Regions from separate parts of the Mus musculus genome. Here region 1 is linked to region 2. The links are chromatin contacts, called in public promoter capture Hi-C maps. All regions are on one chromosome and are shown on one strand. The core of a region is the stretch at or near the end of the contact, and the rest is flanking DNA. Distances in the headings are between cores, read along the strand shown. Region 1 holds the start of Ptbp3 (polypyrimidine tract binding protein 3). Region 2 overlaps Ecpas (Ecm29 proteasome adaptor and scaffold).

What was found. Promoter capture Hi-C pulls out the DNA fragments that hold promoters and counts their contacts.
Region 1: a promoter capture Hi-C map of liver shows a contact between it and region 2, with 2.7 times the contacts expected there. The contact joins the promoter of Ptbp3 here to the enhancer-like site in region 2. A contact is called at or near these places in 6 of 39 promoter capture datasets (the C10 cell line, hippocampal neurons, liver and 2 more), 1 of 484 Hi-C or Micro-C datasets (the G1E-ER4 cell line), 1 of 115 datasets of contacts at active chromatin or transcription factors (the 230-238 cell line) and 1 of 9 other capture datasets (adipose tissue).

What each region holds. Positions count from the first base shown.
Region 1 is chr4:59,546,820-59,553,417 of GRCm38.p6, forward strand. It overlaps Ptbp3 (polypyrimidine tract binding protein 3), which reads right to left and starts at 2,545. Exons shown (of 14, transcript NM_178164.3): 1 at 2,329-2,545.
Region 2 is chr4:58,892,487-58,898,910 of GRCm38.p6, forward strand. All of the region lies in intron 1 of Ecpas (Ecm29 proteasome adaptor and scaffold), which reads right to left. Among named protein-coding and RNA genes, the nearest start is that of Ecpas, 17 kb to the right of the region's middle. Within about 2 kb of position 5,140, at least 22 of the 459 cell types and tissues checked have an H3K27ac peak or open chromatin away from gene starts, as enhancers often do. A contact at or near this core is called in the 230-238 cell line and liver, where this site is marked.

The sequences.
Region 1 (6,598 bases), core at 1,295-3,794, 650 kb after region 2:
CAGAGAGCTGGGATTCGAGGAGGAACTAAAAATATGTTGGCTAGTATGCTTTGTTTTTTTTGTTTTTGTTTTTTAACTACTCAGAATAAAGGAAATGGGCTTTTTGCAAGCTGTGGGAAAATGAAATTTAATAAGCTTGCCTGGGGCATAGGTCACTATATTAAAAGCGACACTCTATAAGATAATGTGTGAAAACTCCTATGCAGCTATACCAAAACTGGCCTCTTCTATAGCTTCAGTTAGCAGTTTAGCTCCATATTTCCTAAAAGAAAGCTACACATCAGTTCTGTATTACGTTACTAATCAATAGAGTCATAATTTCCTAAAGGTATGTAAACTTGCCTTTGCATCAAGTGGTATAAACTTCACTGTTTTAAACAATAACCATTCCTTTTTTTCCTTGTGGAGTCCTGAAACTTGTATTCATTTCTCTGAAACGTAAGCCTGATAAATAGCTGATACACTAGACTTTTTACGAGTGTGTAATAGTATCTTTGCTGGTCCTGATGTACAAAACAACATTTCCCCATTTGAATGCCTCCGTCTGCATCACCGGCTTCTTAGCTTTAATTCCACAAGCAAGGCAAAGTTCTTAAAAACTATCAACAAGTCAGTTTGGGAAGGCTAGGGCAGAGAAGTATGAGCAGAATGAATGAGGTGGTGTGTGTGTGTCTATGTGAAACATTTTAAAACCTGTTACTTTGTAAGCCAACTAAAAAGGTAATTTTTAACAAGATGTAGTAAGTAGCAAATGCTCACTAAAAGCCTATGGATTCTCTGTTCTGGATCAGATAAACCGTAGATGCTGAATAAGGGTGACTATTCCTAGTCACCCTTGCCCCCCACCATTGCGCTGTGGGGGAGGAGCTTGCACTTCACAGTGAAGAAGCGAACAGTCAAGCCCTTTAAATCTCACCACACAAAAAGCTAACTTGTTTCCCCACACCCGAAGTTGAACCTTCTGAAGACGAACACTTCATAGCCCTTCCTGAACTGATATAATGGCACTTATGGCATAAATCACTGAAAGTTATTTCACACGTAAAATGAATCAGAGTCGGGTAATGAGAAGCCAATGCTCAAGGTGAAGCGTTCGCTCGCAAAGTAGCTCCCATTAAATAAAAATACTTTAAAGAGCATCACAACCATAAATCAAAATCTAAAATTGCACTTTGATATCTGCAGCAGTGTGCAATCTGCATTCAAATGAGATAAACCATATATCACAATATTGTGAAATTAAGATAAACGAAACCTAACGAGGGCAAAAATTGTAAAATTCTAGTGTCCTCACTTAAACACGTATGATCAACTACGCGGCAAGTTACTAAATGTATTTTACTTTTCAAACAAGTTATATGCTCCACCATTCCGCAGTTTATAGAATCCTTGTCAACAAAAGTCGGCGGGGGAGGGGGTTAAGGAACAACTCAAACGGCAAAGGTTTAAATAAATAAAAGGTGGAATTTCTAATTGACTTGGAGTTGTTGGTGGTTTTTTTTAATCTTGACTATATGACCCTCAATTCACGCTTTTTATTAAAATACATCAGGTCCTGCCCCATGTTCCAGAGTTCCCAGAGAAATTACGAGCTCGGAAAAGGTGACTGTAAATCTTTTTTTTTTTTTCTTTTTTCTTTTTTTTTTCCCCCTTTTAGTCACAGACCCCATTTAAACCGAGCAGTTGAAAGCGCCCGGAAATCTACACTTACACAATATCTGACATCGCCCGAGGCGAATTCACGAAGTTTCTTGGGGGTGGGGAACGAAGAGGAAGCGTCCCTGGTGATAAAGTGCAGACGCTCGGTATTTAGAAGTGGTTAACGTATCTCACAGCCCAAATCGGGAGACCCCGCCGGTTCCGAGACCCGCACGGGCCCGCAGTTCGAGACCCGGTCGCCGCCCAGACGGCTGTCGCCGCTCGCCCGGGCCCGCCGCCGGGGGAAAGCTCCGCCGCGCGCCCCACCCCACCGGTAAACAGCAACTCCCCGAGCGCCGCGGCCGCCTCAGCCTCCGCCCCCGCCAGCGCCGCGCACCATTTTCTGAGAGGAAGTGTGGGGAGTCCGGCCCGGCACCCCGGCCCTGGCTCGTCTCTGCTTCCCGAAGGCGCCCCGAGGCTGCGAGGGGCGGACGTGACGGGGGCGCCGCGCGCAGGAAGCGGAGACCGCGGCGGACAGACCCCCGCGCTCCCAAGGTCCCTGCCGTCGGGCTTAGCCCCGGGCCGCTCCTCCGCTAGCCGGCGTCGCGCCCTGCTCCCCGGCCTCGGCGGGACGCGTCGCCGAGAGGAAACGAGGCCAGCGCAGCCCCGGAACGGCCACCCGGCACTTACCCATCCATGGCCCAGATGGAGGAGCGCGTTGTGCGGGGATTGACGGGCTCACCGCGGGCGGAGAAAGCGGGCGGCGGCTCCGGGAAACCAGCGAGCGGAGCCGCTCCGCAGCTCCGGCCGGTCAGAGGTGGAAGGAAGAGTGGGAAACAGGGGCGGGGACCGGGCACGCTCTCGCCAGCGCCGCGCCCCCGCCCTCCCGGCCCGCGAGCGCGTTCCCGCCTCGCCTGGCCCCGCCCCCTCGGCGTCGACGCCCTCCCGGGGCTCGGCTGGACTCCAGGGCGCCCTCTTCCCGCCTTCGCCTCTTTGCCCCGCCCCGACACCACCACCCCCGCCCATGCCTCCGCGCGCGTGCGCGCCCCCCGCCCAGCGTCGCGCCTGCGTTCGCGGGAACGCGCGCCTTGTGCTTCCCGCTTCGCGACTCGCCCTCCTACAAGCCCGCGGGCCTTCCGGCTCCCGGGACTCAGGCTTAGGGCCCTGAACGGTGCTGGCTAGAAAAGCCTGGGGACCCCAGGGAACTTTTGAAGCAGAGCAGAGTTACTACTGGCGGGCGACACTGCTGGCAGCACGGCAGGGGACCCGCGCGACGTCCACGGGGCAGGGGTGGACAGTGGTCTTTCCGGACCTGAGAGCAGCGACGGTAGCCTGTCCGCCAGACCCTGACCTCCGAGACCTGCACTGGACGGATAGGTGTGGTTGGGAAAGAAATGAAGTAGATGAGACTGCCCAGGACTGAAGTCCATCTTCACTTTCACACGGTTTTAATCTGAGTGCTTTTCTACCCAACAATCAAATACTAAAAGAAACTTTCATTGCATAGCTATTTAATGGCCATTACAATGCCAGTATTTTATAAGTTTATTTATTCATCCTTCCGCGGGGCGGGGCTGGGGGAGCCTGATTGGAAAGGATTAATGTTTTCCCAGGTACGCGAGAGATCTCCGAAATTTCACAGCCAGAAAATGTTTTGTTTGCACCAAAACCCTTTCCTCTAGTATGAGCAAAACCAAGTTACACGTAAAACGTAAAACAGCTATTTAGTACATATAATGTGTATAACTAGTGAGAACACACGTTCCCCCTCTTTCAAAGCACATCTACTTCTGAACGAACGGAATGCTTTTTCAATTCACAGATCATTGAAATTTGAGCCATTTAAGCCATGTCTTCAAAGTCTGCCCACACCATTTCAAAGGAAGTAACAACTTCAATCTCTTTCCTGATTACCTACTTTAAAATAAGTAGACACTTCTTTAAAAAAAAAAAAAAAAAAAAGTATAACCAGCTTGCAATTCAGGAAGGTCATTTTTAAAGAAATTTCAGTTCCCCTTTTCAAGAAGATGTCAAAAAACATTTTGTATGTTAAATCTAAACATTAAGTTTAGAAACATTTCCACCCTACATTGCCACATGGGATTTTAAAATAGCAACTTGGTATATAGGCACATAACTGTGCCTATAATTCCTACCTGAGTTTAAGGCTACCTTGAGCTACATAGTATGTTTCAGGCCATCCTAGGTCACAGAAAAATAAAGTAATAATAAAATGTCAGAGAAAAGCAGCGGACCAGGTGGTGATAGCACATGACTTTAATCCCAGCACTCACTCAGGAGAAGAAGGGAGAGGAGAGAAGAGGAAGGGAGAGAGAAGAGGAAGGGAGAGAGAAGCAGCCGATGGAGTGTTCTATTGCTGTATTTGAGGTATATTTTATAATAAATTTCCCTGTTTGTTTGTTTGTGTTTGTTTTTAGTTAGTTGCTTGGTTTTTCAAGATAGGGTTGAGATCTCTGTGTAGCCCTGGCTGTCCTGAAACTTACTCTGTAGACCAGGCTGGCCTTGAACTTTGACATATGCCTGCCTACTTTAACTATTTTTAATTACAATATTTTAATTTACTTCATTTTAATACCCCATAGTACTTCATGATTTAATGTGCCATATTTTATTTAAGTTTTTTTCCAAAATAGTGGATGCCTAAATTATTTGTAGCTATTCAAAATAATTAACAATGCCACACAAAACATCACATAGCTATGACCACATATGGTTACATCTATGGAATATAATATTATAGATAGAATTCCAGAACAAAGGGTATAAGCACATCAAATTTGATAAATACCATGAAGGTAATTCTAAAACCAATATGCCAATTTACAAGGTTTTTAAAATAATGACTGTGTAACAGCTCTAACTGTCCTAGAATTCACTTTGTAGCGCAGTCTGACCTTGAACTCACAGAGATCCCAAGTGCTGGAATTAAAAGTGTGCAGCAGCATGCCCAGCAATTTTTTTTAATTACGTATATTAAATGTGTTAGTATGTGCATATGTGAATGAAGTGCTTGTGGAGAGGCCAAAAGAAGATATCAGATTCCCTACAGCTAAAGAGACAGGCCACCTGAGGTTCTCAGGTGCCAAGAACCAAACTAGGGTCCTCTACAAGAGCAGTAAGTGTTGTCAACCACTGGGCTATCCCTCCAGACCCAGTTGTCACTCTTTAAAACTAATGAAGTCGACCTGAGACTCATTATCTATACCAAGTCACTGTAAAAAGTCTATGATTCAGCAGGGCGTGGTGGCGCAAGCCTTTAATCCCAGCACTCGAAAGGCAGAGGCAGGCAGATTTCTGAGTTCGAGGCCAGCCTGGTCTCCAAAGTGAGTTCCAAGACAGCCAGGGCTATAAAGAGAAACCCTGTCTCGAAAAACCAAAAAAAAAAAAAAAAAAAAGTCTATGATTCAAAGACTATAACCCTGAATAAAATTAACAAAACTGTACTTTATTTCCTAGACAAGCCCAGCTTTATAACAGAAACCTAGAGAACTGAAAACAGTTTATAAACAGAAGACAAAGTGAAACATCCCCTTCTCCATGCCCCTTTGTCCTAAATTCAAAGACTTTATGGGATGATCCCTTTGAGTTTGTGTGTCACTCTGATTCAAAACAGTAGACAGGGCCTGGGAGATGACTCAGTCAGAGAGACGGCTGTTTTACAGTCATGATGGCCTCATCAAGCCAAATCCTGGAGCTCCAGGCTCAGTCAGAGACCTTGTCTCAAAAACAAAGTAGAGGAGGGTGGAGAGATGGCCCAGTGGTTAAGAGCACTTGCTGCTCTGGAGGACAGGGCCAAGCCCCAACACAGTGGTTCATAACTGGCACTAATTCCAGTGGAGTATTCTATGCCCTCTTCTGACCTCTGAGGGCACCAGGCACACACATGGTGCACATACATACATGCAGATAAAGCATCCATCAAATAAATAAACCTATCAGCCTGGCATGGTAACACTATAATCCCAGCACTCAGGAGACAGAGTCAGGCAGATCTCCCAGTCCAAGGCCAGCCTGGTCTACAGAGTGAATAGTATGCAGGATAGCCAGGAAAACACAGAGAAACCCTGACTTGAAAAACCAAAAAGTAAATAAGTAAGCCATACACACACACACACACACACACACACACACACACACACACACACACACACAAACACACACCAAAAACAACAGCAACAACAACTGACAGAGGGTAGAATGCAGTTTGCTTCTTAATGCCCATGTTCTAGATTTTAGGTATTCCCAGACTCTAAATAACATAGAAGACACTTGGTCTTTCGTAATTTCAACCAAAGATTCTGGGTTTTCAGAATGATTTTACACACATGACTTTGGTATAAGCACTTTATATATACTATTCTGTCTTCTTCAGGCCAAAGAGGATAATCTCTGCAGATTACTGTATACTTTGAAAAGATAGTTCTAAATAACTTAGCTTACAATTTCTCCCCTGTGATTTTGTTCTGGTTTGCTTAAGAAATCCCCCCCTGAAACTTGTTTATCTGATAAGAGACACACCCCTCATTATTATGTTTACACAGAAAGTAACCTTTGAACACTCGCCTTAAGCTATTCTGCTATGCAGTGGTTAGTTAACATTTAACCCACATTTGTGTTTACAGGTAAGCCTTCTTAAGGTTTGAAGGGAGAGGGTACTCATACAGATCTTCACATGATAAGACTGTATAAACTTCAGATGCCCACCCAAATAAAAGTAACAAATATGTGGACGCACCGGTGGCCGTTTCCCGCCTTTGATGATATGCTCTCGTCAGATGGCACCATTGGAGGAAACTGTGAAGGAATCGCAGGGCCTTGTTCCAGTATCTTTTATATTTCTGTGCACTACAATTATTTCAAAATGATAGTTTTAAGAGTTCAGTGTTATCTGATTATTCTTTAGTATTTGTTATTGGTTCAGTACTTAATACAGTAGCAA
Region 2 (6,424 bases), core at 3,890-6,389:
CCTCAGCATCAAAAAGAAAGAAAAGATAGAAAAAACTTTACTATACTTACAGAGTCGGAAAGGACTTTTTTTTCCCTCATTGCTATGATTTAATACATGACAAAAATTAACTTGGGAAGGAAGAGTTTATTTTGGATATCAGTATGGGGACACCATCTATCAACACAGGAAAGACATGTTAATAAAGAGTATAATAAAGCTGGTCAAATTGAATCCATATTCAGAAAACAAAGAATAATGAAAACTGGTACTCAGCTCACATTCTCCTTTAAAAATAATACTTTAATTTTTTTTTAATTTTGTGTGTGCATGCATGCAAATGCCCACACATATAGTATGACTGCTTATAGAGGCCAAAAGAGGGTAACAAATCCCATAGAGCTGGTTGGTAGTTGTGAGCTACCCATAATGGGTGCTAGGATCCAAATTCGGTTCTCTGCAAAAATAGTATATGCTCTTAAACACTGAGCCATTTCTCCAGCCCTCTCTCATTTTTATTCAGCTCAGGACCCTAGCTCATGGAATGGTGCTATCCACACTTAGGATCTGTCTTCTTCCCACTTTAACTTAATCTAGAAATTCCTTCATAGGTACGTCCAGAGATTTGTCTCCCAGGTGGCTGACTATAAATTCTATCAAGTTGACAATATTAACCATTACAGAATATCATCTAACATAAAACAATCACATCTAATAGCTAAGTATAGTGTCACATACCTGTCATTCCAGAAAGTCAAAGCCATCCTGAACTATATGAAATCCAAGAAGGAAGGCAAGAAAGAAAAAGGGAAGGGGAAGGAAGGAAAAAGAAGAGGGGAAGGGAGAAGGAAGGAGAAGAGAGGGAAAGAAAGTGAGGTGGAAAGAGGGAGGGGGGAAAGAGGAAGAAACAGAGACAAAGGGAAAGACAGAGACAGACAAAAAATTTTACTGGAGTCAAAAGTTGCAACCCAGGGGGTAGCTGTACATAGAAGGGCCTGAGACTGGCCCAATGGAACTGTGAAATAGGCTGAGAGTTAAGAGCAAACTTGTATATGGATTCTAGTTCCACCAGTGACAAGCTTTAAATGTGTACAGACTAGCAATTCAGCTTTTGTTAAAGGACAAGAAAAAATGGTTTCATTCATGTTCTGAGAATAGCAGCAACACAGGTAGGATCACCTAAAAATCACCAAGTACTGTCATGGCCAAAAAAAAAAAAAAAAAAATACTCCAGAGTGAGTACAAACTGTTTGAAGAGGTGACTAGAGCCAAAGTCATAATTCAAGAGCAACTATGGTTACAGTGGTTCTTAATAATATGAATAAAACATTTACCCAAGCTTTTAGTTTCAGAACAAGTTTTCAGCTAAGAGTAACTGTAGAATCTCACAGGCAACAGGAATCGTACACTGGATATCAACACCTCCATTTACCACCACCAAAAGAAAACTAAGCCAGGCCTGAGAACTCCCATGTGCCAACAGACAAAAGAGCACATTTATTGGAAGTCATAAGGCAAGTTGCTAGAAATGGTTCTCTGTTCCTACCATGTGGGCTCTAGGGATCAAACTGTCATATCCAAGCTTGTCACGGTCGGCAGTTCCTTTACCTACTGAGTAATCCCTCCCAGAGTAAGAGATAACATACACTGTATAAAGTTATAGTCATACAACACAATACGTATGTATGTATATCCCAAAAAAGCAGTAAATAAAATGTATTTTACTTGAACACAAAAGCAAATAAAAACTGTAAGTCAAATAACAAAGCAGAGACAGTGTTACATAAAAATAATAATACATCATGTGCTAAAGGAGGGCTTATTTCAAAAATTCTTAAAAAGTTTAACATTTAAAATCATTGTATTTAACCATACTAGCAGGATTAAAAATTTTAAATCCTGTAGTATTTCAATATATCTTTAAAAGGTACCAGGTTAATAAGACAGGAATAAATTATCCATGTTGAATAAGGTTAAAAAGAGAGCCTTAATCTGATAAGGATTTTACTTTTTAATTTACAGCTTTGTACTTAATGATAAAATACTAACTACATTCTCCGTCATCTGAGGAACAACACGGAAACAGTTCACTCGTATCAACTCCATCCAGACGCTGGAGAGACGACTCAGTGGGTAAGACTGCTTGCTGAACTTGCAGAGAACCTGGGTTTAGTTTATCACCCACATGGAAACGCACAGCCATCTGTAACTGGAGTTCCAGGGGATCCAGCACCCTCTTCTGCCCTCTGTGACCACCAGGAATGCAATGGTGCGCATACATGTATGCAGGCATGCACTCACACACAAAACAAAGATAAATCTTTTTATTAAAAATATAATTATATGGGGTGTGTGTGTATATATATATACATATACATATACATACACATATATATATATATCCCCACCCATCTCAAAAATATAACACAGAATTGTTCCTGTCTAAAGAAAATGCAGGACAAAGAGACTGTGTCACCTAGGGGTCCATCCCGTTTGCAGACACCAAACCCGGACACTATGGTTGATGCCAACAAGTGCTTGCTGACAGGAGCCTGGTATGGCTGTCCCCTGAGAGGCTCTGCCAGAGCCTTACCAATACAGATGTGGATGCTCGAAGCCAACCATCAGACTGAGCACTGGGACCCCAATGGAGAAGTTAGGGGAAGGACTGAAGGGGTTTGCAACCCCATAGAAAGAACAATATCAACCAACCAGACCCCGACCCCCAGAGTTCCCAGGGACGAAACCACTAACCAAAGGGTACACATGGAGGGACCCATGGCTCCAGCTGCTTACATAGCAGAGAACTGCCAGCATCAATGAGAGGGGAGGCCCTTGGTCCTGTGGACTTGATGCCCCAATGTAGGGGAATGCTAGATTGGTGAGGTGGGAGTGGGTTGGTGGGTGGGGGAGATCCCTCACAGAAGCACGGGGGTTGGGATACAGAGGGGAAACCAGAAAGGGGAATAACATTTAAAATGTAAATAAATAACTAATAAAAAATTTTTAAGAAGAATTATATTCAAGGCCTAAGAATGTAAGTCAGTGGTAAAGCACTTGCAAGGCCCCAAGTTTAATCTCTAGCACTGGAAAAATAAATAAATAAATAAATCTACTAAAATGTTTGCTGCAAATTTTATACAAAATAAGACAAAAATAGAGTGTAGAAAATAAATAAAAAAGACAAAAATAAATAACATACACTAGATTAGAAAAAATATTTTCATTATCTGAAGATTATATTAGCACACAGAAAATAAAAATTAATCTACAGATATATTACTAGAATAACAATATATAACAATCAGTTGATTGTCTACATACCAATAACAAATCATTAAAAAATAGAATTTGTGATCCAGGCACATAGCACATACTAGCAATTGCAGCACACAGGAGGCTAGGGCAATAGAACATGTATTCAAGGCCAGGTTGAGTTGTAGGGCAAGACTGTGTCAATTTATCTAACTTGAGAAAATTCTTTTTAGTGACAAGTACATAGAAAATAAGAGGAAATTATGCAAGACATCTAAGCAGAAAACCAAAATGTACTGTGCTGTAAGAAACTGAGGAAAACTGAAAGGGTATACAATAATCATGGATCACAATAAAACAAATCTCTTCATCTAATAGTTTAAAATCTGAAATCCACACTCTAAGACTACTGATGCTACACTTGAACTAACATGGATTACAGTCAAAATACACGGTTATTAAGCCTATTGTATAAGTAAATGGAAGACTTGGGTCTCATCCATAAGCTACCACATTATAAATACATGAAGTTTTTTAATCTAAAAACAAAAATCAAACATCCTATCTGTTTCTAAGCCTCTCAGATAAGAGTTACAATTTATACTAACAACATGTCAATTATCCTCAAACTGATCTACAGAAAATACTATCCAATATCAACTCAAAAGTATTTAAAGAATACTAAGTAAAAGCCTGATTATACCATTTCTACAAAGGACTAAGATTTGCAAAGGATGACCTGGAAGATTAAAAAAGAAAAAGTCAGAGAAAAAAATGCCAGTATTTATCATCCTCTTGATGCCAAAGAGGAAAAACAATTTATATGACAAGATTTCAAACCTTGCCAAAAACTCCAATAATTAAAAGTACAATGTGGTACAAAAACAGACCAGTTGAAAAAATACAAAAAGTCCTTAAGAGGTAAACTTGTACAAGTCACCTGCTTTAAAACAAAGTTATGAATGAAATGAGTAAGTAAATATTGTTATTTCAGCGAACTGCACTAACAATTGCATTGTACTATGGGAAAACAAACTGTAACTCCTACTTCATCACACCAAACATGAAAGAAGATAAATTTCTGGTGAGTCATAAATCTAAAGATGAAAAGCTAAAGGCAGTCAGTGATGGAGTCTGTGCGTAATATAAACAAGCCCCTGGGTTCTTCCTAAACTCTAGGAAAGGGGAGCCTTAAAACAGGAAACTAATCCGTAGAGGAGTCTGGAAAATACAGAAACCACCAGTATCACAGAGCAGAGTTTATAAATGTAGATTTGAAAGCAACCAGCATAGAAGGAAATTACCACTCTGACAAAATATATCTCTGTAAAATCTAAAGCAAATATGATATTGCGTGCAAAACCTGGACAACACAAAAAGTACACACTATTCTAAAAAACTGAACTGAGGTTCATGAAAATGCAGTAAATAAACAGGATTTTTTTTAACTGGCAGTATTTCATAGCTTATATAATAGCTATGAGAAGAGTATGTGGAGCAAGAAGTTCATGTTGCATACAGGTCAGAGTAAAGAAGCCAACTTAGATACGCGAGAATGGAAATATTAACATTTGTGCTTTTGTTCAACAGCAACAAAAAAAAGGTATAAAACCTGGAAGTGAATCCTACAAAACATGTCAAAGTTCTTTATAGAAAAAAATAGTACTCTAAACTATAACTTAATTCTAATGACTAGAATAAGGAGACTAGAAATATTCAGATTTCTGTGTCAGATGGAACAGGTTGGTTGACTCTGTGATTGAGATGCCGAAGTCTCCACAGTTTAAACACTGACATTAACTTCCACAGAATTCGTCATCCAAAGCTCAGTAGGAAGGCTCTTCTCTGCTCAGCACTCAGCTCGGAGGGCCACCTCCAGTGAAACTTGGCTGCCTGGCTCCATAACCTCAAGCCTTCTGCTCTACAAACAGGTTAACTACTCTCAATGCCTTTTACACACACCACGCCATGTCCCTAACCAAAGTCCACCCAGACTTTTTTTGTACCAGAAGAGTAAAAATTATCTGGTAAGCAGTAAAAATGTCCACAAATAAACCCAGCATTATAAAAATAGTACAATATAACAAAATCAAATATTTTCTATAGAAAAGAATTCATGAAAGTTGAAAAGATAATTATAAAATTCAGGTGAAATGTGAATAGAAATAATATGGAATATCAAACAAAGATAACCAATAAGTCCCACAAAAAGTGAGTCACTCTACTATATTGTAAGACTTATTATAAAGTTACAATCATTAAGAGTATATATAATAAAAGTATTTAAGAGGGACAAATCAACAAATTGAAAGAGAATAGAGAAAACAACCAGAAATAAATATCATAAAAATCACTTTTGTGTAAATTAATAACATGAATTAAAAACTAAGGTATTTTAAGCTTTAAATGAAAATCTGAAAATGAAAAATTGAAACACTCTCAATGAAACATTTAGCACAAAGCATAAAATACCAACAAAATATTTTTAAAAACTAGTTCTGTAAAGTAAAAAGGAAAAGAGGAGTACATTACAAATATCTCCTACGTTTTTAACTACAAAAACCTGAATAGAAATACTTTAGAGAACTAAGCTAGGTACTCACACTTAAAGGACTCCAGAGAGCTGCCTCAAATTTGAAGCCAGTGTAGTAAGCTCCAAATATGCTGTCCCTAAATCCAAAGAAAATCAAGAAGGAAGGAAAGAAAAAGAAAAGATAGGCAGGCAGGCAGGCAGATAGGTATGGCACTTTATACAGCATGATCTTGGGGGTGGGAGGAGCTTTCTCCTGAGAAGAGCTAAGCACAAGGACATGTGCATAAAACCATTCATTGTCACAGGGTTTTAGTAAGAGTGGAAACTGAAAGTAACCAAAACTCAGCCAACAGGAGAATGGATTAAATATAGCAGGGTCAAAAGTGATAAAAACAAGAGTTATATTTACACAAACAATAAATAGCATTATGTTGGAAACATCTTAAGATCATGGCAAGAAAACAAATCAGAAAGATAGGCATGCACAAGGCACTTATATAAAGTTTCTAAATGCAATATGTATACTGTTCAGGACAGTTCTCCATAATTTCTTCATAATATTCTTTTGTTTTTACTTGAAACATTTTTGTTTTAAAAATATTACATACACGCCAAAATTTTATTTATAAGTGTATATGTGTATAAAAGGGGGAAGAA